Regions from separate parts of the Mus musculus genome. Here all the other regions are linked to region 1. A link is a contact called in public HiChIP or PLAC-seq, Micro-C and promoter capture Hi-C data. All regions are on one chromosome and are shown on one strand. The core of a region is the stretch at or near the end of the contact, and the rest is flanking DNA. Distances in the headings are between cores, read along the strand shown. Region 1 holds the start of Phospho1 (phosphatase, orphan 1). Region 2 has its middle 19 kb from the start of Nxph3. Region 3 holds the start of Hoxb13 (homeobox B13). Region 4 holds the start of Nxph3 (neurexophilin 3). Region 5 overlaps Fam117a (family with sequence similarity 117, member A).

Region 1 (5,543 bases), core at 2,666-5,165:
TCAATTCCAGAGGACCCAACACCCTCACACAGACATACATGCGGACAAAATATCAGTGCACAGAAAGTAAAAATAAATAAATTTTTAAAATGCAGTTGGGGGGGCAGGTCTAGGGATGAAGCTCAGCTCAGTTGAAAGAGGAGTTATTTAACATGCACAAAGCCACGCCCCCAGCACTTCATAACCAGATGTGGCATGGCACTCCAGTCCTATCACTCAGGAGGTAGAAGCAGACTGATAGAGGTCATACTACACATAGAGGTCATACTACATAGTAAGTTTGATACTAGCCTACGTTACATGAACTCCCATCCAAGGAGGAAAAGAAAAGAATGTCTCAGCTCCCAGTTGCATATAATGAAAATGACTGGCTCCTATATCCCTAGCATTCGGGAGGCTGAGCCAATAGGACTGGGAATTCTAGGCCACCTTGCCTACATAGGGAAATATCACCCCCCAAAAATACATAGATGTGTAATAAAACCTTCAGGTTTTGAGTCTTGTCTTTTGCCACTTCCTAGCTCTGTGACATACCCTCTATCTCACTGTGTAAATTAGGAGCTGGTAGCACACAGGGTAGCCACAGGAAGCTGAACAGAGAATTTCGGAATTGCTCATCATTGTCCAGGCTGGGCTACAGAGGATGTTTTCAGTCCTGGTAACAACTTCTAGCACAGCGCTTCCCAACTGAAATGCCTAAATGGGACACTTGACCACAACTCCCGCCTTTTTGTCCTCTCTGGCTTCACCAGGAGTCCAGATCTGTGTCTGACCACCTAGGATTGCCACGTCATGCCTTCAGGCAAGGTCCTTTCTAAATGTCCCTGGGTTTTTGTCTCTGTAAAACTGGAAATACTAAAGCCACCTGCAGAGGCAGTTGTCCAGACCACATGACCAAGACCCAGCTGGTTCCTGGAAAGGTTAGTGGTCTTCCTCCCTCAGGTGGGCCTTGTGAACTGAACCATTCCTTCCTTCCTAGAGCAGGTCATGACCTTGGATTCCCGGCTTCTTGGCTTTACCATTGGAACCTTGGGCAAGTGACTCAGCCTCTTCGTGAGGACCAGTTGGAAAGTTTGACTCTGGTCACCTGAGTCAAGGGTCATCAGAGACTTGAGCAAGCTCTGTCACCTCCGATAACTCTTCACCCCACAAGCTCTCTGCCAAGTCAAGTGACCCAAGTCCTAAAGTGAACATTGACCCTGGCTGAGCATGAGCCTCTGATGTCTGGACTGTGGCTCACTCTTCCCTTCCATTTCTGTCCCCATCTTTAGACACAAGGCTGATCATTCATTGGTTCACTCCCTGACAGTTAAAAGAGAAAAAAAGTGGAAAGACAGACAGGAGTATCCTGAAAGTTTTATCCCAGGGAGAAGAGATGCTGGGGTGGACATACGCCTCAGCAGTTGAGAGGGCTTGTACTGAGCCCCCAGAGTACCAGAGTTCAGTTTCCAGCACTCACATAAGGCAGCTAACCTCTATTACAGTCACTGCCTATATCTCCAACTCTGGGGGATATAAAGCCCACGGCTTCCGTGGGTCCCTGCAGGCTTGTGCACATATACACCATACACACACAGTTGAAAGTCAAACAAATCTTTAAAAAACACTAAGAGTGTCTATGTTTAGGCCTGAGACTACGTCAGAGGTAGGGCAGCTGTCTAGCATGCCCTCCAACACTGATACACTTATTTCACAGAGTTGGAGGCACGGCACGGGGGATCATCCCCATGATGGAGCTAGAAGGTAGACCAGGGCAGGAAAAACTCGAGATCATTAGTGGGGGCCAAAAGTCATCTACCAGCACTCTCTGACTGTATCAGTGAATTTGGAAAGGAGGCTGAAATTTTGCAAGAGAATCAGATTTTTTTTTCTTCCAAGACAGGGATTAGCTCTGACTATCCTGGAACTCACTCAGACTAACCTTGATCCACTTACCTCTGCCTCCCAAGTGCTGAGATTAAAGGTGAGTGCCACCACCAGAGCCAGCAAAAAACAAACATCTAAGGCCTAGAGGTGTCAGTGTCCAGATTAAATCCTGGGGTCTGGGTCACAGTGTTGAGTAAAACAGACATGGATCGATCGGGTGGTGGTGGCCCAATTCTTTAACTTCAAAACTGGGGAGGCAGAGGCAGGCTGATTTCGGAGTTCAAAGCCAGCCTCATCTACAGAGCGAGGTCTTAGACAGCCAGAGCTCCACAGAGAAACCCTGCCCTTTTGGAAGACAACAACAAAGGCAAACATGGTCTCTGCCCTCAATTTACTTAAAAAAGAGTAAAAGTGACAAGGGAGAGGCGCAGTATGAGGTCATGGGTAAGCAAACTGGGTTGGAACTCCAACGCTACGGTTCATCAACTGGATAGCCCAAGCAAGCTGGGTTAGCTCTTCCCAGTTCGATTTCTTCAGAGCCTCAGTGGCATCATTTTGGAAGGAGAACAAGGATGGGAGCATGGATCCAGACATTCAAATCTTTCCAGCCATCTACCCACTCCCCTCAAGTACACCTAGGGCTGGTTTAAGAAAGGGCATAGTGGCACACATGCCTTTAATCCCAGCGCTCAGAAGGTAGAGGCAGGAACTCGGGAGTAGACCGTCATTCTGGACTATACAGCAAGGCCCATTACTAGCCTGGGCGACAGGAAACTGTCTCAAAGGGGGGGGGGGTCTGGGGGGCATTGGAGGGCCGAGAACAGATACAACACAGATGATGAAGGCTGTGTGAGCCTGTCTTTGAGAAGGGTGTGGAGATGAAACTGCTTCTTTAAGAGGAGGGATTGCAGGGTGTGGGGACTCGGGCCTTTAATCCATCAAATTGGACATGGAAGCAGGAGATTTAGGAGCTCAGGGTCGGGCCTAGAATAGGTAGCAACAAATTATAAGAGACCCACCCTCCCACCCCGACTCAAGATAAAAGGCCCAGGGCCTGAGCACCGCTAGGTAGAGCTAGGTAGAATAAACACCGGTAGCCCTTGGACTTCAGGAAAGAGGTGAAGGGGCGCTGGCGTGTTAGAGAGGGAGCAGGGGCAATGGAGACGTCGCCCTCAAAGATTTGGGCGGGTGGTCCATCGTATCGGCAACTTTTCTGCCAATCTGCCTTCTGCTGGTGGAAGCACGGAGCTCTGGTATTCAAAGCTAGAGGATGATAGGAGAGTTGAAGGTAGACCCAGGCCAGGGTGCACCTCCTCACCCACAGATCCTGTTCTGTGACTGAAGTGAGGTGTCCTTGTGTTCGAACTCTTGGACAAGTCTTTTCTCCTGGGTTCGTCGCACCGGTTCAGAAAGTGCAGGTTTCACCTCCTCTCTTTTAATCGTAATCTAGTGTTCTGAGGGGTGGGAAGGAAGGGAAAGCTCGCCAGAGAGGAAGAGCGGGAACTTGGGAGAAAGCGGGTTTTATTTGCACCACAGTGCTCAAGTGTCGGTTCTCCAACTCCGAGTTTAGGCGGTGCTGGATTGGGAGAGCTTTTCCATCGGCAAGCCCGAGTACCCGGTAATTTGGGGACAGGGTTCCGAGGACTCGGCAGGATGCCGCGACTCCTCCCGGAAGGGCAGAGGGCGAGCTCGGAGCACATGGAGGGAGGGCTGCTTGGCGGGCCGGTCACCCGGCTGTCCCGCGACAAGGAGGGAAGCCGGGCGGTGGAAGGGCTGCCTGCAGAGTCCTGGCGCCGAGCCCAGCAGGAGGCGGGCAGTGTGACACTGACTCACGCACGTGCCCACGCGCACGCAGAGGGTGCCCCGCACCCACGCTCCTCGGACGGGACGCGCCACGCTCCACCCGTCCCGCCCGCCCAGTCTCACGGCCGCTCGCGCGGCCTCCGGGACAGCCCGGAGGCGTGGCTCCCGGGCAGCCCGCCCCTTTGATGTGCGCCGGCGCCACGGTGATTGGCTGGGCGCTTGTGACGTGCGGGGACTGCGGTGGGCCCGGGTGCTGCGGCTGCCGCAGCGCCCGCCGCGGCTCGGGCTCTGGCTCCCCGGCATTTAAAGGGGACGCGGCGGCGGCCCCGAGGATGGGGGGCAGGTGGAAGGGACGGAGCAGAAGCACATCATCCACAGTCCCTCGGGGCTGGAGGGATTCGTGAGCCGGAGCTCAGAAATCCGGGGGTGGATAAGACCGCGTACCCCCCAAATCCCGTAAGCACCCCTTGCTCCATCCTGTCCCTAAATCCCTTAAGTAGCCCCCTTCCCACTACTTCCACTCCAAACTCAGCTGGGACAGACAGCGTGACCGCTGCTGCCCCGCATGAGTCTTGGGCTCCGGGAGGACCGCGATCTAAATGTTGGGGTGGGGGCTGTGTGTAGTTTGAGTGTGTTTCATGTGCTTGGTGGTGGGGTAGTCCCAGGGGCAGAGAACTGAACCCCCTCCTTTCCCAGGTTAATGGTACCCAGTGTCCCTTCATCTCCGGGGACTGTCATAGCTCCCCGCCACCCACAAGTCCTTCCTTCTCCCCGAGCTACGCACCCCCCGCCCGCATTAGAGCGAAGCGCCCGCCAGCTGGGGGTGTGCCAGAGTGCCTGCTTTCCAGTCACCTCTAAAAATATCTCTCCTGCTACCCCACCGGCAGCTGCCATCTCCCTGCCCCTACCCAGTAAGAATCACCTCTGCTTGTCCACCCCAGGCAGGGGACCCCAGAGGTGACGCCTAGTCCCAGATTCCTCACTGGCACCGGGGCGCAGACTAGCTAGGACAGGGAACATACAGAGCCTCCGGAGTTCAGGTAATTTCTTCAAGAGGCAGTAGAGATCCCTGAGTTTTAATCCTATTTCTGATGCTGTGTGATGTAAGCTGGACCTCTCTGCACCCCCTCCCTTGCCCATTACGGGTTAATGAACAAGAAAGGAGTTTGTGAAGTTGCGAGTGTTGGGGGCAGGAATCCTAGCTTAATTGTCAGATCTAATTTCTAGTGATGGGCATACTTATTCTTGAAGCAGAGAGGGCTTGACAGTTTTTAAGTGCTCACCCCCACTCTCAGTCTGCATGTTTCTTGTGGAAAACTCCCCAAACTTTCCTATGGGCTCTACCCTCTCCCCCATTAGGAGAATTTCAAGCTTAGACTTAAGTTAGTGCACACACACACACACACACACACACACCCCTACCCCGACTTCCCACAGATCTAACCTAAAAGTATTTGTATCAAAGGAGCAGGCAGGGGCTGTGATAGGGAATCAGGGCTGCAAACATTGATCTTAGATGAGACTAGAAAAGGACTTCCCTCAGCCCCCAAAAGTTTGCCTCCTGGCTGCTCTAGCATGTGGGAGAAACTCAAAGGTCCTGTCCTGTTCTCCACGGGGACTCTGGTGGTCACACAGAATTTTTTGTTGCTTTGTTTTTCTAGACAGGGTTTCTCTGTGTAGTACCGGCTGTCCTGGAACTCACTCTGTAGACCAAGCTGACCTCTAACTTAGTTTCACCTGCCTCTGCCTCTGCCTCTCTGCCTCTGCCTCTGCCTCTGCCTCTGCCTCTGCCTCTGCCTCTGCCTCTGCCTCTGCCTCTCTGCCTCTCTGCCTCTCTGCCTCTCTGCCTCTCTGCCTCTCTGCCTCTGCCTCTC
Region 2 (5,067 bases), core at 173-2,672, 290 kb before region 1:
GCAGTCCTTTTGCCTCAGCTCCTCAGAAGCTGGGACCACAGGTCTGCACCAGCAGGCCTGAGCATCTCCATCACAGGTGCCACACTCTCCTCTCCTCACAGCTCAGATCCCAGATGGGACCTTGGTCACTCAGAAGGCACTCTTCCCTGGAAACATTACCAGAAAGGTAGACCTGTAGTTTACAGCTAAGGGGAGGTCACGGCATCTCCCTGCCCCTTAAGATGCCTGTATAGGGCTGGAGAGATGACTCACTGATTGCTCTTCCAGAGGTCCTGAGTTCAATTCCTAGCAACCACATGGTGGCTCACAACCACCTTTAATGGGATCCAATGCCCTCTTCTGGTGCATCTGAAGACAGCTACATTATACTCGTATACATTAAATAAATAATATATTTTTAAAAAGATGTCTGTATAGGAGCTGGAGTAATGGCTCAGTGATTAAGAGCACTTCCTGCTCTTTTAGAGGACCGGTGTTCAATTCTCATGCTAACTCACAATTGTCTGTAGCCCCAGTTCCAGGGGATCTGACACCTTCACACAGACATACATTAGGGCAAAACGCCAATGCACATGAAAAAGTAATTTCAAAAAGATATCTGTCTAATTTGTTTAGAACTCTGTCCCATTTATTGATGTAGCCAGGCACTTCCAGTGTCAATACGAACCATGTGGACATTTACAGCTAATATGGGTTCTGATCCAATTTAATTTTGGTGCTCACTGTACTGTGTTGTTTATCAATCAGTAAGTAAGGGTGGGGGTGGGGTGGGGAGGGTGGGTGGGGAGGGTTGGGGGTGGCCGAGAGAGTGAAGAGCTGTCACTCCAGCATCTTCCTGATGCCATGGCTGCCTGACAGGGCCTGGAGAGCTTGCTCTGTCCCTCCAGTTTCGGGGAATCAATTTTTCTCTTCTGATCTCAGGCAGGCTATGCAAGCATATGCATATGGCACAACGCTCATATGCATAAAACAAATAAATCTGAATATATATATATATATATATATATATATATATATATTTGGATTTTTGAGACAGGGTTTCTCTGTATAGCCCTGGCTGTCCTGGAACTCACTCTGTAGACCAGGCTGGCCTCGAACTGCCTGCCTCTGCCTCCCGAGTGCTGGGATTAAAGGCGTGTGCCACCACGCCCGGCCAAATCTGAATTCTTAAAAAAACACCCTGACAATAGAAGCTTACTAGAGAAAGGGTTTGTTTTAGCTCACAGCTCAAGCTACAGTCCATCATGGCGGAAATCAAGGCAGCAGGAGCTTGAGGTACCTGGTCACATGGTGTCCAGTCACAAAGAGGCCTGAGTGCACAGGGCTACTTGGCTAGGTTTCCTTTGTGCAGTCTAGAATCCCATGAAAGGGTCACACCCACAGTGGGCCAGCCTTCTCGGTTCATTTAACCAAACCAAGATGGCTACCTCCGACCCCCCAGGCACACCCTGAGGCTCTGCTCCTAGCTGGTTTTAGGTCCTGCCACTAAGTGACAACACTAATCATTCCAGAGAGGGGTGGAGCCAAAGATTGGAGCGTGGAAGTTCTGAAAAGTCAAAGAACTAAAAAACAGCAATGTAAATGGCTTTTTACAAAGAGGGTATCAACTACCATCTCTCTCATTTGTCACCTGGCAGCCATACTGCTCCGCCCCCTAGCTAGTCTCCACCCAGTGGATTCCCTAGTCCACTGGTTCTCAGACTTCCTAATGCGGAGCCTCTTTAATACGGTTCCTCACGTTGTGGTGATCCCCAACCGTACGATTTTATCGTTGCTACTTCATAACTGTAATCTTGATAATATTATGAATTGTAATGTAAATACTTGATATGGGACTCCAGGGGGTCGGGACCCACAGGTTGAGAAACACTGCCCTGGCATCCTTAGGAAACATGTACAGTGGTCCCTACACTACCCTGTGTAGATAGAACGTTCAGACTCAGTGTGGTGACCCACTGTGCCTTCCCTTGGGGGCTCCAGTCAAATGTCGTTCTTCAGAGAGCCCCACTTAAGGCAACAGTGCCTGTCCAAGGCCCTTTGGCTCCTGTCCATCTGCCCATAGAGAATTTGAGGTATTGGCCATCTTCCCCTCCCGCACGAGTCTTTGGGTCCAGAAGGCGGTGGATACCTGTGTTGGTGGCCGACTGTGTAGCCAGTGCTTTGATCAAATCATCAGGCCATCAGGTGGCCCAGCCCCCAGAGGCACCCTGTGTTCTGCTGTGAGCTGGGGAGAGGAGAGCTGGTAACCGCATCTTTACACGGCTTTGGTTTGTTTAAGCGATTACAGAGAACATGTAGTACGTTGACTTATAATTAAAAAGAAAATCCAATAAAGTTAATAAAAAAAGAAATTAAAGTTTTCATTTCCTGGGGACTAAACAAGAATGCAGCAGAAGGGAGCACAGGTGTCTCCTGAGGCTGGTGGATTGGCGGAGTGGAGAGTGCTGGAGGGCGTGGTTGAGTGGAGGGGTGAGAGAGACAGGAGGGGCTGGAATTGAGACTGTGGGGCTGTGTGTCCGGAGGGCTGGGAGGCGAAAGTAGAGGCTGGGAGCCATCGAAGCTGAGATGTACAGTCGGTTTCATGCGGGTTCATTGTGGGATGACTGACAGGGAATGTGGCTTGTGGAGGTGGCGAAGGCTGGCCACCCCGGGACACCACCACTGGACCGTGGACAGCCTGTGGTACACACATATATACATGTCTGTGTCCTCAGAGCCTTTTGGCGTTATTCGTGTCTCATTTCTCCAGCGATAAAATAGAGGTTGGCACAATATGCCAAGGGTCTTCCAGTGTGGATGTCTGCCTCAAAGGATGCTGAGTCCTGAGATCTGTTGGAAATGAGGTTGGGTTAGAGTGCTGTTGGAGGAGTATTCCCACACTTGAGACAGAGGCTCCCCAGTAGGAGGCTCTGCCTCTGGCCAGCAGGGGGCGCTGCGATGCCGCGGCATTGCCCGTTGCTCGGTATGGACGCTGGACTTGCACGCCAGCTGTCCACTGCCTCTTGCCTGAAGGGATCTTTGCCTCTGACCACTCAGGTCGAGCCACGATGTCCAGCGGCACTCCGGTGTCTGCTTCTTTGGGTCGAAGAGATGAGGCTGGGTCAGGAGCCTGTCAAAAATCATTCCTTCCATGCCCCAGGCTCCTCTCTTGGAGTTTCACAGCCAGGTCTCTCTGGCTCTTCCTGCTCTGCAGTCTTTGCCTATAAAGCCGTTTCTAGGTGTTTATCCAATTCTTTCTCGAAGAAGCTGAAAAGCCTTGTGAGCTGTTTTTCTGAAATGTAGAAGCCTCCCAGAGATGGGTCAGCCACATTCCCTCCTGTGCTAGAGTCTCCACCACCTGCGCCTACATTCTATCACGGCCTCCTAGTCCCCAGTCCCTCTTGTGATCTTCTCCTTTCCTGTGGCAGGACAGCTGGAGTGATGTCTCTCCTCCACAGTGGGTCTGGTAGATGCCCTAGACTAGGCAGTTTTAGGCAGTTGAACCCTGGGTTAGCCTATCTCTGGCCAGCCCTCCCTGTGTGATTGCAGTCCCTTCAGATATTTTCCAGGGGCTTCCGCCCCCCCCTCCCCCCCCCCCCCCCCGCCAGATTCCCTAATCCCCACAACCTCTGATGCCCTCAGTGGTGGTGGGGGTGGGGTCTGGGAGAGGTCATGTTCTGGATCATTTGGGACCTCTGGCCTCTCACTTCAGTATCTTGTCTGACCTCCTTCTCTGCATACCCCTCATTGCTTCTGCTACCCCAGGCCTGGCATATTCTTGGGTTTCTCTGTCTCTGTCTGCCTCACCCCCATCTCAGACAAGGTCTCAGGTCCTTGGAGTCATTGTGTGACTGAGAACGGCTTTCAACTTCTGATCCTCTCTGTAATTCTGGGACCACAGACCTGCATCGCGGTATCCGATTGTATGCCATGCTGCAGATTCCTGCAGGCAAGATAAGCGCTCTGCCAACTGCGATACAGCCCTGCCCACTGGGTGTCTATTTGGTCCCAAAGTCAAAGGAAGCTCTGTCACCTCTCATTTGACTAATTTGTACCTTCTCGCTTTCTGGGCTACCTGCTCTGGAGTTCACTGGGCACTTGGTGGGACCAAGATAACAACAGAGCATCCTGGGACTCCGCACCCTGGTGACCAGTCTCTCAGCCTCCAAGTGTGACTTGGAGGAGAGACCCCTGTCAGATGCTCAGCTATCAAAGGAACCCACTTAACCCTTACTGCCTAGTCTTCGGCTGCATCCTGTCTCTCAGTGCCTAGGGTTGCAGGCCCCATTAGACTAAGGCCTAGAGTCTGAGTGTGGGGGGATCCACAGGAGTGAGGCCAGACCAGCTTCCCAGGGAGAGTACCCAGCTGTGTGGCATGTGGAATAGAAAAAGTGGCTTTAGCCAAGGGGGGTGGGAGGTGGGGGTGGGGTGGAACAGGAGGGATGGCTCAGTGGTTAAGAGCAGGTACTGCTCTTCCAGAGGACCTGAGTTCAATTCCCTGAACTCATCACTGTCTGTGACTCCAATTCCAGGGACTCTGAAGCAGAACTCACACATGATAAAGCAACCAGCCCTAGGCCAGTGCAGAGACACACCCACGAAACACACGCTTGCCTCTGCTCTCCATTCTGTCCTCGGTCAGCTGTGGGGATCCGGTCAGTGGGCAACTCCTCAGGATGCCCATGTCACGAGCTGCTGAAACGTTAAGATGTAGGGAGTGCCCTGGACCTGTGCAGACAGACCCGCCTGACCGGGAAGGCCCGGGTTAGGCGCCTGATCATGCCCAGGGCTGCCCAATCCTCAGCAGGGCCCTGAATGACAGGATGGCAGAGTGGTTGTGACCCTGACAAAAACTCACTTTACTGTGTGACTGTGGCAAGGAAACTCCTGTATCTTCTGAGCCTCACTTTCCCTACCTATAGAATGGGCCAACAGTATCTCCAACAGCTATGGCGTTAAATGATGGAGTTTAACAGCAGCTCTGGAAGCTAAGTCTGTGCGGGTACCAGGGACGCTCCTAGGACTGAGTCATGCCCCCCGCAACAAGCTTGGAGTCTGCTCTGTCTCTGATCCCATTCTGTAGATGGA
Region 3 (5,300 bases), core at 1,484-3,983, 370 kb after region 1:
GCCTAGTTCAAATGCTAATAAACCTAATACCTAGACCTGTTCCCTGGGATAGAATACCCAAAGCTCTTGAACTATATAGACATGGAAATCATAAAGACGTAGTCTTTTATATCTGGCTTCTTTCACCAGTGTCATTTGCTGGGTTTTAATCCCCATGTTTCATTCCAGCCTGATTTCCTTTGCCTATCCCACTCTCGCTAGAATCTGACTTGCTTCCAGTTTTGAATATCTATGGCTAGTGCTTCGGCAAACCTAGTGCATGACACCACAATTACTCTTTTTTTTTCTTCCTTTCTAAAAGTGGGAACCAGCGGGGACATGGTTCATTGGTAGAATATTTATCTAGCACGTGTGATGCTCTGGGTTCAATTCTGAGTTCTGAGAGGAAAGAGAGAAAGAAAAGACTAAGTTGTTTCTATCATGCCAGCAGCTCTTGGGAGGGAGATGCAGGAAGATCAGAATTTCAGAGATACCTTCAGCTACAAAGGGAGCTTGAGGCCAGTGTGTGGCATAAAATGCTGTGAGAATTTGCATGTCATATATCCCAGGGGCCATGCAAATCTTCTGGATATCTATGCAGTTTCAGTAATCTAAAAAAGAAAGTGTTAGAACATACCCCACGATGGATGTAAAAATTTCCCTTATACCCAGAAGTGTTGTTTTGTCAAATGATTTTGATTTTTTTTTTAAAAAAGTAAAGGCCACTCATGCTGTATCAGCATTAATAAACTTACACACATCTTTCCTCCCCACCAAAGACAGGGTTTCTCTGTGCAGCCCTGGCTGTCCTGAAACTCTGTCTGTAGAGCAAGCTAGGTCTGAAAAGGCCTGCCTCTGCCTCCCTGGTGCTGGAATCAAAGGTGAATGCCACTGTATCTCTACATCCCAGCATACAGGCATCTGTGTCTACAGAAACCTAAGAACTGGGAAGTTCGAAATCTTTAGGGGGGAAATCCTGGTGTTTCTGCCCTTCATGATTGGGTGAACAACAACCTGGATTGGGCTTTGGGAAGCAGTGAACAGACACCTTCCTCTTTTTTCCTTTCTCTATGTTTTCAAATGTGATAAAAATCAGAGGGGATGTTTGTGCTTCATGTCAGTTATTAACAATGTCTGTTGGGAGTGATACACAGTATACTACAGGCCTCCATTCTGGCTTTCATAGGCCCTTTCCCACAAAGTGACTCAAGTTCAAGTTTAGGCTTTGGCTGAGCCGGACTCAGCTCAAGGGGTTCGATTCTTTATTACAAACAAACTCTTGATGTAGAATAGAAAAGTTCAAATTTTCTGCCGGGGTGAGGGGAAACCTGAGAGAAAACTAGAAGACACAAAGGGATTTCATGTGAAAGTGATACAGGAAAGAAACAAAAAACAAAAAACAAACCAACTTTAAGGGCAGATTTGTGAAACAAGCCATTTGAATCTACAGCACAATAGGCCCCAACAGAGGGCCTCGGACAATTCTAGCAGTTGGGGTAGTTCACTCTCTCTCTCCTCCTCTTTAACTTCCAAGGAAATTTAAAGAGGCAGCTAGGGGGTCCTGAGCTTTCTAGTCCCTCAGTCCTGTGGAAGTGTGCTGGGGCCAGGGTTCGGTTCCTGGACTTTCCGGCCTAGAGAGCGGCACCAAAGAGCAGAAAGGCCCCCACACAGACCAAGCTCCTGCAATCTTGGGACCCAGGATCCCCACAGGTGGGGATGGCCACGAAACCAGCCTTGGCTCCCCCAGACTGCAGATTCCAGAAAAAGGGATACAATCTTGACCCCCCCTTCCCATTTGTGATGTTTCAACCTCTCCCTCTCTCCCTCTCCCTTTTTTCCTCTCTTCCTTTCTCCTCCCTCTCTGCCTACCCCCCCCCCCCCCGCCAGCCTTCCTTTTCCACACCGAGTCTATTCCTTCAAGTAAAGCCCCTGTACGCCTGTGTCTCTTGGTCTCTTTCTCCACCCTTAAACGGAAATCCAGACCCCCTTCCCAGACATTGGCTCTATTTCCCCTTCAGATCCGGACACTGCGTTCCCTGAGCCAAGCACTGCACGTTTTCAACGTTCCTTCGTGTCCCCCGCCCCTTGGCTCCGCCTCATCCCCATTGGGGCCTCCGGGCTTTCAGTGTTGTGACTAGGCAGGGTCCTTGGGGGACAGACCTGGAAGGCACTTGCCTGGGCGCAGTGTATTAGGGACAGAAAGGATATCTACAATGAGCTACGGTGGCTAGTACCCAGCCTCCAAGCACAGAGCTCCCTGACGCCTACAGTTCTCATTCCCATCTCAGAAGCATTCCCGGGTTCTCCTTTGAGGCAGCCCGAAGTGGCCTCCCAGCCCTTCCCCCGACTCCCCTCATCCCCAGGAGATGGACACTTTATTGGGAGAGCTTTTTATTCTCTCGTTAAACCTGCCAAAGCGCAGAAGACTGGGAGCCAGGAAGAGAGAGAGAGAGAGAGAGAGAGAGAGAGAGCGCAGGCAGAGACCCGAGACAGCAGGCAGAAGCAGAGACACATATAGAGACAGAGACACAGAACACATACAGATAAAGACAGAGACACACATACAAAAAGAAAAAGAGACAGGCGGAGAGGAAGAGAAGGGAAGAGAGGAGGCGGAGCCGGGCTCCCCGTCCCTTCTCCCCCTGCAATTTCTGCGGGAGGATTTTATGAGCCTCTCTCCCCCAGGCCACAGCCAATCAGCGCTCATGCCCGGGCTCTTGCGTCTCTTGCGTCAAGACGGCCCAGCCAGGCGAATGCAGGCGCCGTTCGAGCTGGGAGCGATTTAAAACGCTTAGGATTCCCTGGGCCTGGGTGGGGAGAGACAGCTTGCTGCCCCCTAGAACCCTCACCCTCGGCTCCCCATGAGCCGATCATTGGCTCCATGGAGCCCGGCAATTATGCCACCTTGGACGGGGCCAAGGATATCGAAGGCTTGCTGGGAGCTGGAGGGGGTCGGAATCTAGTCTCCCACTCCTCCCCACTGGCTAGCCATCCCGCGGCTCCAACGCTGATGCCAACTGTCAACTATGCCCCCCTGGATCTGCCAGGCTCTGCAGAGCCACCAAAGCAGTGCCACCCTTGTCCTGGGGTGCCTCAGGGGGCATCTCCAGCTCCTGTGCCTTATGGCTACTTTGGAGGCGGGTACTACTCTTGCCGAGTATCCAGGAGCTCCCTGAAACCCTGTGCCCAGACGGCCGCCCTGGCTACCTACCCTTCGGAAACTCCTGCACCTGGGGAGGAGTATCCCAGCCGTCCCACCGAGTTTGCCTTCTATCCGGGCTACCCGGGACCATACCAGCCTATGGCCAGTTACCTGGATGTGTCTGTGGTGCAGACCCTGGGAGCCCCCGGAGAGCCTCGCCACGATTCTCTGCTTCCCGTGGACAGTTACCAGCCCTGGGCCCTGGCCGGTGGCTGGAACAGCCAGATGTGTTGCCAAGGTGAACAGAACCCACCAGGTCCATTCTGGAAAGCAGCGTTTGCAGGTAAGTTCTACTCTGGCTCCCCTTGGCTCAGCATGGGCTACGCTGGCACTTGCTGGGAAGGAGGAAGAGGAGAGGAAGGGAAACTTCGGGCTGATGAGGAGGGGCCTAGGGTTCCTGGGTTATTTACTAGGACTGTGAGGGAGGGTCCAGGCAACAAGAGGGCCTCAGAGGGTCAGAATAAGGGGCCTCAGCAGGGTGCTAGCCTTCCTGACTTCTCCAGGAGGCTCTAGGACCAGTCTTTGAATATGTCGGGAGAACCTTGGATCTCTGCTGTTGATTGGGGGCAAAGAGTCCCTACCCAGCACAATCCCAGACTAATTCTGCCCAAAGGCCAAATGACATAATCCAGTGGTCTCGAGAGTGGCATTGAGAGGTGGGATCGGAGATATTGGGTGTTTCCTCGAGAATATAACCCTTTCCTTTTTTTAGGTCAATTTCGAAAGGAAAATTTAGGTTTTCTTTGACTGAGGGTGTATTGAAGGGTGTGTTCGTGAGTGTGCGTGTAAGTGTGTGTGCATGGTGTTTGTGTGTGTATGTGTGTGTTGGGTAGGGAACAGAACCCTGTTTTCTCATGTACATAATTTGCCAGTTTGGAGGAGTGGCTGAATCCGAACACGCATGTGAAAGTGGATTGTGTGATTGTGGACAAAAACCTGACAGGGTGGGTGTGTTTGCAGACTCCTGGTGTGAGGTCAGTGATGGTGGGGGTGGCCAGTAGGAGCAGAGGCTGAGTGAGTGGCTATCAGAGAATCAGGCAGAATCTAGGGCTGTGTGCTTTGAGGGAGCCGGGCCCACACATAGGATGATCAGGAAGCGCCTGCAGGATGACGTAGCCCTGAGGCGTGCAGGGCCTGGGTCTGCGCTTGATCTTGCGCTAGAGAGGGGACTAAGATGCCTTTTCTTCCCTCTCTTTTTCCACCACACAGAGCCCAGTGTCCAGCACCCTCCTCCCGACGGCTGTGCCTTCCGCCGAGGCCGCAAAAAACGCATTCCCTATAGCAAGGGGCAGTTGCGGGAGTTGGAGCGGGAGTATGCAGCCAACAAGTTTATCACTAAGGACAAGAGGCGCAAGATCTCGGCAGCCACCAGCCTCTCTGAACGCCAGATTACCATCTGGTTTCAGAACCGCCGGGTCAAGGAGAAGAAGGTTCTTGCCAAGGTCAAGACCAGCACTACCCCGTGAGCACCAGAGGGGATGGGCAGGGGAAGAGGGCTTGTCCTGGAGAACTGGGAGCCTGCCAGGGCCAGGACTGGCAGAGGACTCGGCTGAGGGACCCCAAGAGATGACACCTTTAGCAGGCTTCTGAGTTCTGGACTGTTCCTCGGGGCTATCCTGCATGTGCCGGGAGCGGGAGGCTCCTCCATCACGGTTCTGAAGAACCTGTATCAGTCATAATCATTCATCTGGACCGTGGTGATAATCTCATAACCAGTACTAGTTGTCATGATAATTAGCCTCATATTTTCTATCTAGAGCTCTGTTGAGCACTTAGAAATCGCTTTCATGAGTTGAGCTGATTGTGAATAAATTCGGAAGACGATCTTGTAGGACAGTTTCCTCTCAGATTCCTTTCCATGTACACTCAGTGTGCCCCCCTTCTAGTGGTGGAGGGGAGAGAGAATGGGGTGGGGGGACAAAGGTAGATTCATCCTTCTAAGGTGCCCATACCCACTTGGCATTTTTCTGAGATGATACCAGGGCAGGATAGACCAGTTAGAGAGTGCTTCTCCCTCCTCCCTGCCCACCTTCTCCTGTGGTCTCCTTCCTCCTGGACAACCTCCTAGGCTATACACAATGGGAAGCCCCCATCCCAAATGCTGAGATATTATAGTGAA
Region 4 (5,468 bases), core at 686-3,185, 310 kb before region 1:
TCTTGTGAGTCCCATTTCACAGGTGAGGACATCGGGCCTTGCAGGTTACATCACAAGACATGGGCCACAAGTGTCAGCCTTCCCATCAACAGACACAGTCCCACCTCACGACCTTTTGCAAAAGACTTTTATCAAAGCCCTGTTTCCACCTGGAATGCCCTGTCAGACTCCGCCAGGGCTTGTCTTGCCTACACAGGCTCAGCTATGGTGACAGGCCACACCTTGGGGAGGCTTTCCTGGAGGAGAGTGGAAAGAGCCAGCGGGGCTCAGCAGAGCAACAGGGAGGTTACCTGGTTCCCTAGGCTCCATGGCCTGAATGTGTGTTTGCTCAGTTCCCGAAACCGAGTTCTTCCCAGTGTGTCTATGTCACCAGTGAGGGGACAGGAGCTCAGCCACAACATCTGGACTGATGATGACATGGGTGGGGCGGAGGGAATCCTGAGGAGCTGGGATGGGAGGCTCCAAAGGGTTTAGTTCTTATGCTCTTGCTCTGGCCTTGGTGACCAAGCCAGTCTCGGAGTTAAGGCTGCTCCTGCCTCCCAAGTCCCCAGTGCCCCAGGGTCAGGAGTCAAGAAGGAAGGCTCCTGGGTTTGGGTTTAAGGCTGCCCACCTGTGCGTACTTGGCTCTAGGGTTTAACTAAATGGTTGAGACAGTCAATAGCTCAGTAGTAAAGAGGGCCACAGGAAAGGGCCAAGCAGGGAAGACATCCTCCCTAGTCCTAGAGTGGACTAGGAATGGAAGGGTTGCTGTCAATGGGAATTGTTTTGAGGAAGGGGGCCGTTCCAGTGGCGCCGAGGCGGAGGCTTCTCCAGGACAGGATTAGGGTCGGGACAGATGTGGGGCGGTGGGCGCGGGTCGCGAGAGAGTTAAGCTACAGGGTAGGGTCCAGGGTGGGGTTCCAAGGCACCCTGGGCCGCGGGGGAGCGGGGTCTGGGCGCTCAGCTCAGCTGCTTTGAGCGCCTGGGGCGGGAGCCGCCTGCCCAGGTCCTGTGGGGCTCGGGCTGCGCGCTGCCGGGAGAGGCGAGGAAAACAACAGGCGAGGAGGGAGGGAGCGAGAGGGACGGCGGGAGGCAGGGACGCGGGGGCTGCCCCCGGTCCGCCCGGGTTTGGCGCGCCAGGGCCCACAGTTCGGGATTCTCTGGGCCCCAGAGGTCAAAGAAGAATACCGCGTCCCCTGGCCGGGCAGGTCACCTGCCCCACCCCCGTTTCGCGCGTCCTGGGATGCTGCTACGAGAGGTCGGGTAATCCTTGGCTACTCAGCTTGGGGGGCCTTTTCCCTAGTGTCACTCGCACCTCCCGCGATCAGCCGCGGAGTGGGTGGGCCATCCAAGCACCCTCCTCCCCGCCCCTATTAACCCTTCCAGTCCGGCCTCTGGCCTCGGACCCGCCCTCTCCCCTAGCCTCCAGCGTTCACCGCATCCCCAGGATGCCGGGGTGGGGGGAGGGAGAAAGTTTCAGGGCTCCGCAGCTTCCCGCGCTCTCCCCATCCCCTGGCCCCCGCCCTGCGCCGCTCCCCGCGGACCACTCACCAGATAGAGGCTGCCCTGCACTAGGAACACGAAGCAGCAACGGGTCAGTTGCATCTTCCTCCTTTGCTCTCACCCGTCTCTCTTTTCCTTTCGGGGTCCCAGGCCCCCTCCGTCCCGGACTGCTCCTTCAGGCGCGCTGTCCCATGCTCCGGTCCCCGGTGGCTCGCGGCCCTCCCCTCAGCCAGTTGCTGGGACCGACCCCGCCCCCTTCGGTCCAGCTGTGCAGCCGCCGCCCCCTCCCCGAGTCCAGCTGCTCGCCGCGCGGTCCCTTCTCCCAGTCCCAGATGTGCGCCCGGAGCGTCTCGAAGGGGCTCCGGCTGAGCGGTGACTCTGCCGCTCCAGACAGGCGCTCGGCGCCCGGCTTGTTTCCAGAGGCTCGGCTCTCACCCAGATGTGCTGGGGACCTGCGCGCGCGCCCGTCCCCGGTGCTAATTCCCCAGACCAGACGGCCCCTCCCGCCCCGTCGTGGCGCGCCCCCTGGCGGACGCCCCGGGCCACGCCGAGCCGCGGCCGCCCGCTCCCCGCTCTGCGCCCCGCCAGACTGGAGCGCTCCTGGCGCCCAGGCGCCTCCCGCTTCCTCGTCCCTCCCACTGGCGGCGGCGGCGGCGGCAGGTACGGTGAGCCCAGTCGGTACCTCCGGATTTAACTCCTCCCCTGCCGGCCAGCAGCCTGGGGACCTGGGACGCCCAATTTCCAGCGTAGGGGACAGGAGGAGGGCGGAGGAGCTCTGGGTGAGGAGGCAAGAGGCTGGAAGACCGCGGATGGGGACACCAGCTTTTCCGCCCTTCTGGCAGCGCGCCTTCTTTTCTGTAGCGGGCACACGGGAATCTGTCGCTCTACCTACCTCCACCCTAGGAGTCCTAGAATTTGGAAAGACGACTCTCCCTAAATCCATTTTTAAGGGCTCAAGGATATTTACAGCGGATCACAGCTGATGGTTCCTGCAAGACTTGATGAGGGTGCTAAGGGAAGTTCTTCTAAGTGTCTAGCTCGCACCCTTTTTCCTAGCACATTCGTTCCTTTTCTTCTTAGACGACCTAAGAGCAATCAGTACGAAGCATTTGGTTGAGGCGCTGGGCTGAAGAGACCACTAGGGTCCAGGCTGGGTTCTGAGGTTGGGGTAAGGGTTTGCCTCCTGAGAAATAGAGGCATAAATGGCGTGAACAGGCCTCTCAGAGCATGTTCTTCCCTACCCATTTCCCACGGCACAGGTGTCACCAGGCGGAAAAGGGCCCCACCCCAGTGGGGTCCTAGGTTGCTCTGTTCTCTTCAAATCACCAAGACAAGAAAGATTAAGACCTAGACAAGAGATCCCAAAGGGTCAGGACCACCCTCCTGCCCTCAATGGCTAGACATCCTTCTGAGCTCTTTACAACTCCTTTGGTCTTTAGAAAAACAAAAGGTCGAATCCTAGGACCCGCATGGAGGCATTTGGAGTGGCCCCAGCCTACACTGGGTCTACCGGAAGCTCTCCACACTCTCTTCTGTGGCCCTCTGAGATCCAGTGTGGTCCCTGGCTGCAGCCCCCAGCTCACACCCAGCCTCCTCCCCCACCATCTGCCAGGCGTTGTGCGAGGAATGCAGATGAATCTTAATATCAGCCTGGGCCAAGTGCAAAGAGGGAGAGACTGCAGAAGGAGGTAGCTTGGATGAGCCCCCTGTCTCCTGGGTGCCCTGGGCCTTTCGGGCTCTTTGCAGTGTGTGTGTGTGTGTGTGTGTGTGTGTGTGTGTGTGTGTGTGTGTGTGTACTCAAAGACTGCCAAAGGCAGGGGAGGAGGAAGGAACAGGTAAAATTTTGTGTGGCCTTGGAGCTTCTGGTCCAGCTGGGAGAAAGATGCTGTTGGTCTGAGCGTGGGCAGCTAGTTCCCGCTCTCAGCTTGACAGAGACGAAGCTGGGCTCACTCCTTACTCATTCCAAGTCTTGCCCCCAGGAAAGCAGTGTGGCCCAGCAGAAGGGGTACTGTTTTCAAGCCAGACAGTCTTAGATTCCACGCCAGGCCCCAGCCCATTGTGTGACCTTGGGCAGGTTACTGCCATGCTGGGATGCCAGGTTTCAGATCTTTCCTTTGGAGGTGGGAAGAACACAGTGTGTGTCCCCAGTGCGGGCGCCATGGTTGGCGGGCACCGTGGGAGTGCAGTAAACGGAAGGGCTCGCTTTTGCACTTCCCACACATTTGCTCTGGCTGCTCTGCCTGCCACGCTTGCCCCCACTCCCCTCTTGGACACTCCTGGCTCCCACTTCAAGTTTCTTCTCTGCCTTCATCCATCAGCCAGTGGTAGAGCCTATCCTCCATACCAGGCTCCCATCCAGAGCCTGAGTTACAGAGATGAATGGGACACCATCCCTGCCCTCAAGGATCTCCTAGCCCTGTGTGTGAAAATCAATCATTATAACTCACTGGGATGCGTGCAAAGACACAGTCCCCATAGGGCCTGGAGGATGTACCCGGAGAGGTGGGGGAGGGGCAGGAAGGTCAGGGCATCCCGGAGGTCAAGAGGAGTAGGGCTACTTCTGGCAGGAAAACAGTTTGCTGTTCTGGAGTGCCTCCTCCAGGGGAAGAAAGGAGGCAGGGATCAGCTTTTGTGTCGGCTGAAGGGGTCTGGTTTATGGGGAACCTTGAAAGGGTTTTTAAGGGACTGGTTACAGTCCTGCTTGTGTTTTGGAGAGCTTTCGGAGAATTCACTAGGAAGAGGAGGGGGAGGGGAAGCAATTAGAAGACTAGGGTTGGGGGCCTGAAGACAGCAGCAGCAAGCAAAACCAGAAAATGAAAACCAGCCAGGCTTTTGCTGTTGCTGAGGTACAGGATGCAAAGAGGGAGGAGGGGGTAAAGGTGCCAGGCAGTGTCCTGCATCTGACAGGCTGCATGCATGATAGACTGGGGGGAGGGCAGGGCGGCGGCTTGTGCCCTGGTCAATGGAGGAGGATGCCTTGGGGGAATTCAGCTTTAGCTATGACATCTCTTTATGCTATGCTGCTGTTGGCCATCCAAGGGCACCTGGAAGTCTGACCTGGGATGTGGGGCATGCTGGAGAAGTTGTAGGCACCGGAGGAGGAGCTCTGGGCAACCTGACATTTAAAAATTAGGCAAAGGAAGAAAACTCCCAGGAGCTCACGGGCAACCAGGAGCAAAGCGGGCCACGGGGCTCACTCTGGAAGCAGAAGGAGCAGGAACGCTCTCACTTGAGTGTGCCAGGCAGAGTGACAGCCACCATATGCAGGCCCAGGTTTCCTGGCTGGGGGAACAGGAACCCAGTACTGTATAGTTTTACAAGCCCTTGCCCCTCCCCAGGAGACACAGAGTAAAGTGGCCTCCAGCTCTCTAAAAATCTGAATAGAATTAACTCTGCTGGTAGAGTGCTTGCTCAGTATGCACAAAGCCTGGCGCCCCACCTTTAGCCCCCTATAAACAAGATATGGTAGACACACCTGTAATTTCAGCACTGGGGAGGTGGAGACAGGGGGGTCAGATGTTCATGGCAACCCTCAGCTACACAGTGATTTTGAAGGATTTTTAAATTTTTCTTCCTTTCTTTCTTTCTTTCTTTCTTTCTTTCTTTCTTTCTTCCTTTCTTTCTTTCTTATTTTTGTTCATGTTCACCTGCATAAATGTCTGCGAACCACCTTGTGCCTTGCCTTGTGCCTACAGAGGCCAGAAGAAGGCATTGGATCCCCTGGAACTGGAGATACAGCTGTAAGCTGCTGTGTGGGTGCTGGGAATCAAACTTGGGTCCTCTGGAACGGCAGCACTCTTCTTTTTGCTGATTAAAAACATTTATTTATTTATTTATTTATTTATTTATTTATTTAATGTATATGAATACACCATTGCTCTCTTCAGACACACCAGTCTTCTGATGTCAGATCCCATAACGGATGGTTATGAGCCACCATGTGGTTGCTGGGAATTGAATTCAGGTCCTCTGGAAGAGCAGCAATC
Region 5 (4,963 bases), core at 2,341-4,840, 470 kb before region 1:
CACAGTCTTCTCCTCTTAAGTGGTTTGTGTGGTGATAGTTTGGCGTTGCGTAACTATAAATACCCCTTCCCCGTAACCGTTGGCCCAGGAAGTCTCGGCATCTGTTGATTCTTCATGATTGAGATATTCCATTGATAGTTTGATAAAGACAGTTCTGAATTAATGTGACTTGACAAGAATGTTGACGTGACAAAGTCAACAGGAGGAATGACACAAACGGTTTCCTTTGGGCGGGGAAGGTGACAGAACAGGGCTGTCATATTTTGTCAACATTCATAAGCATTTTGTGTAACTTGGCTGATATTGAATTGCATACCGGTTGCTTAAGCATATGTTGCCTAGAAGTTTGCTGAAAGTCAGGAAGAAAGCAGACGGGATAGAGTTAAAATTACTAATGGTTTATTCATAAAGTAGAATTTATTTTGATTGAGGAAATTACTTGATTGATAGTAATCTGTAATTTTTTTTATTTTTAAGGCATTTTTAATTAGATATTTTCTTCATTTACATTTCAAATGCTATCCCCAAAGCCCCCTATACCCTTCCCCCGCCCTGCTCCCCAACCCACCCACTCCCACTTCCTGGCCCTGGCAGTGATCTGTAATCTTATTTCCCTTTTACTTGGTTTAACCTTCCTCACTAGAACTTGTCTTACTTCTAAATTATTTTCATCTTTCCTTGACCAATCAATCCAACATGCCCAGAGACTAAAAGCAACGTTCCTGAGTCCCAAGTAGGATCGTCTAGTTCCTAGCAAGGGAAGGGACCTTTCGGTTCTCATTGTTTCCTGAGCCACGGCAGCCAGGAAGCCATGGAACAGTTGAGTCTTACTAAAATACAAGTGTGGGAAATGTCCTTGAAAAATCTTCTATTCGGGGAATGAAAGGTTTCACTTTGCACTCTAATCTTGGAGAGATGAGTTCACCTTCAGCATGAGGTGATAAAAGTCTCAGAGATTCTGCCGCACATCGGAATGGATGCGTGAGCACGTGGGGTGCACAGAATCAGAACAGAAACCACGGTACAACAGTTTCACAGTTGTCCTCTTGCAAAACTCATTCTAGATGAACCGCCCTAATCTGGTTCTCCTTCTCCCCACTTACCTTACAAGCTAACTTAAGAGCTGACTGGATGCCATGATTTCTTCTCTGTTGAATAGAAATCAGATTACCATGAGAACGGAAGCAAGGAAAAAGATGTCTGTTCGTCCTTTGAGTTTGTATGTCCCTAAGGCACCTGTTACTTTCAAACAGTCACGAGGTGAGGATTGTTTTATGGGAGGTTAGGCTACTGTGTGGGCTCCTCTTACAGCGGCTCCATTAGATCCTCAAGGAAAGCAGCTTCCATCAGTAACTGCTGGCGACTTGTTTTGTCTTGAATGCTCCGATCCTACAGAAACTCCTCTTCAGAGAATCAAGTTAAAGGGTGAAAAGTTCACCCTACTTCCTTTTCTTCTAACTGTAGTTTCTTGAGAGCTGAACAAATGTCAGAGGCCCACAGCCCGCTTTTTTTTGATGCCTGTGCACACACTGCAGGGCTACCCTTTGCCTCCTGGAAGATACAGTTAGTGGATTCTTTATATTCTTTTCCCACAGTGACATCTCTAAAAAGGCTTCTCTCTTGACCCATTCTTCCAGCTGCCTGCGGACGTGATCTACATTTAGGGAAGTCAGACATGAAGCCAGAAATGGTTTCCCTGGTTCTCTTGAGTTGTACGTTTAAATATGGAGTCAAGTGATTGATGGAGGGTTTGGCTGAGCAGTTCTTAGAGTGTACACAAATCCCGTTGCTCTTTTCTGGGTAAAGTCTCTTTGGAAGGGATAGCATGATGGAACTTCCCCCCGCCCCTTCCAGTCTAGTTCTTTTGAGTTTCTTCTCCCTGTGAAGGTTTAAGTTAGCTGTGGCTTAGTGTTGAAAGAAATGTTAGTCAGGACTGGGGTTATAGCTCATCGATAGAGTGCTTCCTTGAGTTTCAGTGCTAGACAACAGAACAGAGAAAGCCCTCTCACTCCATTTCCAAAGTAACAGCTGGGATAGATGGGGACTCCGTGGGCCCTCCATGAAGGTCCGTAACCCCCCCAATAGACATATAGATGGGGTCTCTGTGGGCTCTCCATGGAGGTCTGTAACCCCCGGATAGTCATATTGGGGGTTTCGGTTTCACCACAGCTTCTCTTCCAAAACCCACATGTCCCGAGTTAAGCAGTGAAGTGGCCCCAAACCACAGGGAGCTCATGAGGCCATCTACACTGTTCAATCCCAGCACACGTCCAAAAATAGAAAGACAATCCCTGTGAGGCTGTTTGCAGGAACTTCCCCTCCGTCCTGCGAATCAGTTCTTGGGGGAAAATGTTGTATTTTGTTCTCCAGGTGGACACCCCAAGTGGACAAGGCAGGGTAGGAGCCCCCAGGGTCCCTCAGGGTCCCTCCACACTGCCCTGGCTTTGCCTGCATCTCATCCCTGTGTGAAGCTCATTGGTTACTGAACAAAAGGAAACAGACGCGTGCCTATGAGCATGGAGAGAAACCAGGATCCTTGTAGCGCTGTGCTGCTTCGCGGTGAGCATGCATAGCTTTTGGCTTTGTGTTCCCTCAGCTGGATGTTCTTATTTCCTATAGCATATTTGTCATGAGGGCTATTTTCTCTTTAAAAGAGGGGATGGGAGAAGGCTTCAAAGTCTGATGGCATGAGAAAGTGACTCATGCCTTGTTTGTTGAACCAGCTAGTTGTTGAGTTTTTTGCTGGGTGTAAAATTATGTCTCCATTTTGGAGATGTACTAGGAAGGCTAGGCACATGCTGTCGGTGGGATTAAGAGCATCTTCCCATCCCAGGTTCCTCCCTCCTACCTGGCCTGCAAGACAGCGAAACGATGAACTTGTCCCTCCAGGTGCCCAACCCGAAGGCTTGGGTCTGAGCTGATTGCTCTCTCCCCTGGCCAAGCTGAGAAGAACCAGAGATGTCTCACGCCCTACATTATCTATAGTCTTCATCCTGAGGACTCTCACCTCTCCTTCGAGTTCCTATGCCAGGGTTAGGCTTGAGTTGATTTCAAAGGAGAGGTCTTAGGGGGAGGCAGAGACGAACTGGTGGCCCTTCTGAAAGCACCTTTGCTGGGGGTGGGTGTGGGTATCCCCTGCCAGTGTGCCTGGTGTCAGATAGCTGGCATTGATGGAGCAGTGGCATCAGCTCTCCCCTCTACTCCCCTGCCAGTAGCTTCTTGTCTTACTCCTCTCCCATCAGCAGAGACTATCAGCGCGTTGATGCTCAGTGGGCACTCATACCTACTTACCAAAGGCGTTATCTGCCGTGTGTGCAGTTGGCTCCGTTGACACCACCTGACTGCTGGGCCTCTCCTCTCTTAGCCCCTCTCCCTGGAGCCATAACAAGTGTAGCAGTTGGGAGACAGGGCCAAGTGGCTCTGGAAGATAGCACCTAAGGCTTCTTATCTAGTAGGTGCTGTTTTGTTTTGTTTTCTCCATTTGCTGTTGCCCAAGAACCAAAGCATCCGCCACTGCTCAGCTGTGTGGTGAAATGGTCTGGCCTGGTGCCAGGGTGCCTCGCCAGGTGGCTGAGCTGTGGAGGCTGCTGCATGCGATGGGCCGATAATACCCCATGGTGCTGTAAACAGGACACCCCACCCTCCTGCAGACACCCAGCCCATGCCCCAGTGCTGGCTGCTTTGTCATTGCCTGTCATGATACTGGCTTGTCTTCTCTGATACAGGAGCCGATTGTTCTGTTTCTCTCCCAGGTTCCCAAATCTGAGAGGGGCGCTTTCCAGAAATAAAACCAGTTCATCTTTCAGCCACAAGCAACCGTTTTGACTTCTCAACACTTCCTATCCTTTAGCTGTAATCACACGAGTGCAGGACAGCGCCCATTCCCCACATCTTTCCGGTATGCCCATAAGCACCCACTTCCCCCTCACTTGTGGGTCTGCTAGGGGATGCTTGTGAGCCGCGGAGCTTAAGCCCTTGCTCATCAACAGCTGCCAATGCCCAAGTCTCTAAGAAGCTTTATTGACTTTTGTTTGTTTGAGACAAGGGATCACCCTGTAGCCAAGGCTGGCCTGGAACTCCTGTTCCTAATGCCTCTGCCTTCCATGTGCTGGGACTACAGGCACGTATCCCTTGCCTACTCCTTTCCGCACACTTCTCTCAGACAGACAGTATCCAGGAGAGCAGTAGGCTGTCCCTAGTAAAGGACAGTGAATATACAGTAAATTCAAGTACCTTGCCAGGCCTGGTGGACAGGCCTGTAATCACAACTACTGAGGAGGCTAGGGCAGAAGAAATGGAAAGGCAAGGCTTCCCTAGACTAAAGATTGAATTCAAGAATACCCTGGGCAAGGTAGGGAGACCCTGTCCCAAAATAAAAAGTAAAGAGAGGGCTGGGGCCATAGCTCAGGAGTAGAGTGCTTGCCTGGTGTGTGTGAGGCCCTAGGTTCAATCCCCAGGCCTGTGATACACCTGTAGAACCTTCTTGCAACAGACTTCTCAGTAGTCGTCTCTTTCTCCACCTCCTTCCCTGTATCTTCCTCGGGAATAAAAGCATATTTGCATTTCTTTTCTCTTCAGAATCCCTAGGAGGCAAGGTGGACCAGATTGGGCCCTGCTGGCAGAGGGAAGGCAGATCCGTGAAGATGGTAGTGTTGGCTGCAGTCACACTGCAGTGAGGATAGGACTGTCAGACCTATGCTGTTTGGATAGCCCCTCCTAGGTATCAGCACTGTGCCTGCTAGTCTGCAGCCTCTTTAAGGATGGCACAGGATAGCATCGCTATCTGGTTTTGGCTTTGGTTTGTCCTTAGGGGAAATTGATGCCTTGGGTTAGCAGCTCCCACTCAGTTTTGGTGCCTAAAACAACAGGTGCTTGCCAAACCATTTTGGGGGATGCAGTAGGTTAGTTTGTTTTTGTTTTTGTTTTTTCCCTAGTCGAAAACCTAATCTTTTTAGAAGTGCCC

What was found. Promoter capture Hi-C pulls out the DNA fragments that hold promoters and counts their contacts. A called contact is a pair of places that touch in the nucleus more often than the background predicts. HiChIP or PLAC-seq counts read pairs in DNA pulled down with a chosen protein or histone mark.
Region 2: a Micro-C map of embryonic stem cells shows a contact between it and region 1, with 2.4 times the contacts expected there. The contact joins the enhancer-like site here to the promoter of Phospho1 in region 1. A contact is called at or near these places in 3 of 39 promoter capture datasets (the 3T3-L1 cell line, hippocampal neurons and second pharyngeal arch cranial neural crest), 1 of 15 datasets of contacts at CTCF or cohesin (the NIH/3T3 cell line), 6 of 484 Hi-C or Micro-C datasets (the C2C12 cell line, cortical neurons, embryonic stem cells and 1 more) and 2 of 115 datasets of contacts at active chromatin or transcription factors (T-cell acute lymphoblastic leukemia and embryonic stem cells).
Region 3: an H3K4me3 HiChIP or PLAC-seq map of neural tube shows a contact between it and region 1, with 3 times the contacts expected there. The contact joins the promoter of Hoxb13 here to the promoter of Phospho1 in region 1. A contact is called at or near these places in 9 of 39 promoter capture datasets (the 3T3-L1 cell line, the C10 cell line, cranial neural crest and 5 more), 4 of 484 Hi-C or Micro-C datasets (the G1E-ER4 cell line, cerebellum and embryonic stem cells), 9 of 115 datasets of contacts at active chromatin or transcription factors (embryonic basal ganglia, embryonic forebrain, embryonic hindbrain and 4 more) and 1 of 9 other capture datasets (embryonic stem cells).
Region 4: a promoter capture Hi-C map of liver shows a contact between it and region 1, with 3 times the contacts expected there. The contact joins the promoter of Nxph3 here to the promoter of Phospho1 in region 1. A contact is called at or near these places in 2 of 39 promoter capture datasets (the 3T3-L1 cell line and liver) and 1 of 115 datasets of contacts at active chromatin or transcription factors (pancreatic cancer cells).
Region 5: a contact with region 1 is called in a promoter capture Hi-C map of liver, with 2.0 times the contacts expected there. The contact joins the enhancer-like site here to the promoter of Phospho1 in region 1. A contact is called at or near these places in 3 of 39 promoter capture datasets (liver and pre-B cells) and 2 of 115 datasets of contacts at active chromatin or transcription factors (memory CD8 T cells and pancreatic cancer cells).

The regions. Positions count from the first base shown.
Region 1 is chr11:95,820,585-95,826,127 of GRCm38.p6, forward strand. Phospho1 (phosphatase, orphan 1) reads left to right here and starts at 3,916. Exons shown (of 3, transcript NM_153104.3): 1 at 3,916-4,125. Gm38958 (predicted gene, 38958) reads right to left here and starts at 3,827. Exons shown (of 1, transcript NR_164195.1): 1 at 3,371-3,827.
Region 2 is chr11:95,531,024-95,536,090 of GRCm38.p6, forward strand. No RefSeq gene overlaps it. Among named protein-coding and RNA genes, the nearest start is that of Nxph3, 19 kb to the left of the region's middle. Within about 2 kb of position 1,423, at least 15 of the 459 cell types and tissues checked have an H3K27ac peak or open chromatin away from gene starts, as enhancers often do. A contact at or near this core is called in embryonic stem cells, where this site is marked.
Region 3 is chr11:96,191,583-96,196,882 of GRCm38.p6, forward strand. Hoxb13 (homeobox B13) reads left to right here and starts at 2,734. Exons shown (of 2, transcript NM_008267.4): 1 at 2,734-3,464; 2 at 4,391-5,028. The coding sequence starts at 2,861. The coding sequence ends at 4,647.
Region 4 is chr11:95,512,630-95,518,097 of GRCm38.p6, forward strand. Nxph3 (neurexophilin 3) reads right to left here and starts at 1,936. Exons shown (of 2, transcript NM_130858.3): 1 at 1,531-1,936. The coding sequence starts at 1,584.
Region 5 is chr11:95,353,296-95,358,258 of GRCm38.p6, forward strand. The region is part of intron 1 of Fam117a (family with sequence similarity 117, member A); the gene reads left to right. Among named protein-coding and RNA genes, the nearest start is that of Fam117a, 19 kb to the left of the region's middle. Within about 2 kb of position 3,591, at least 145 of the 459 cell types and tissues checked have an H3K27ac peak or open chromatin away from gene starts, as enhancers often do. A contact at or near this core is called in liver and memory CD8 T cells, where this site is marked.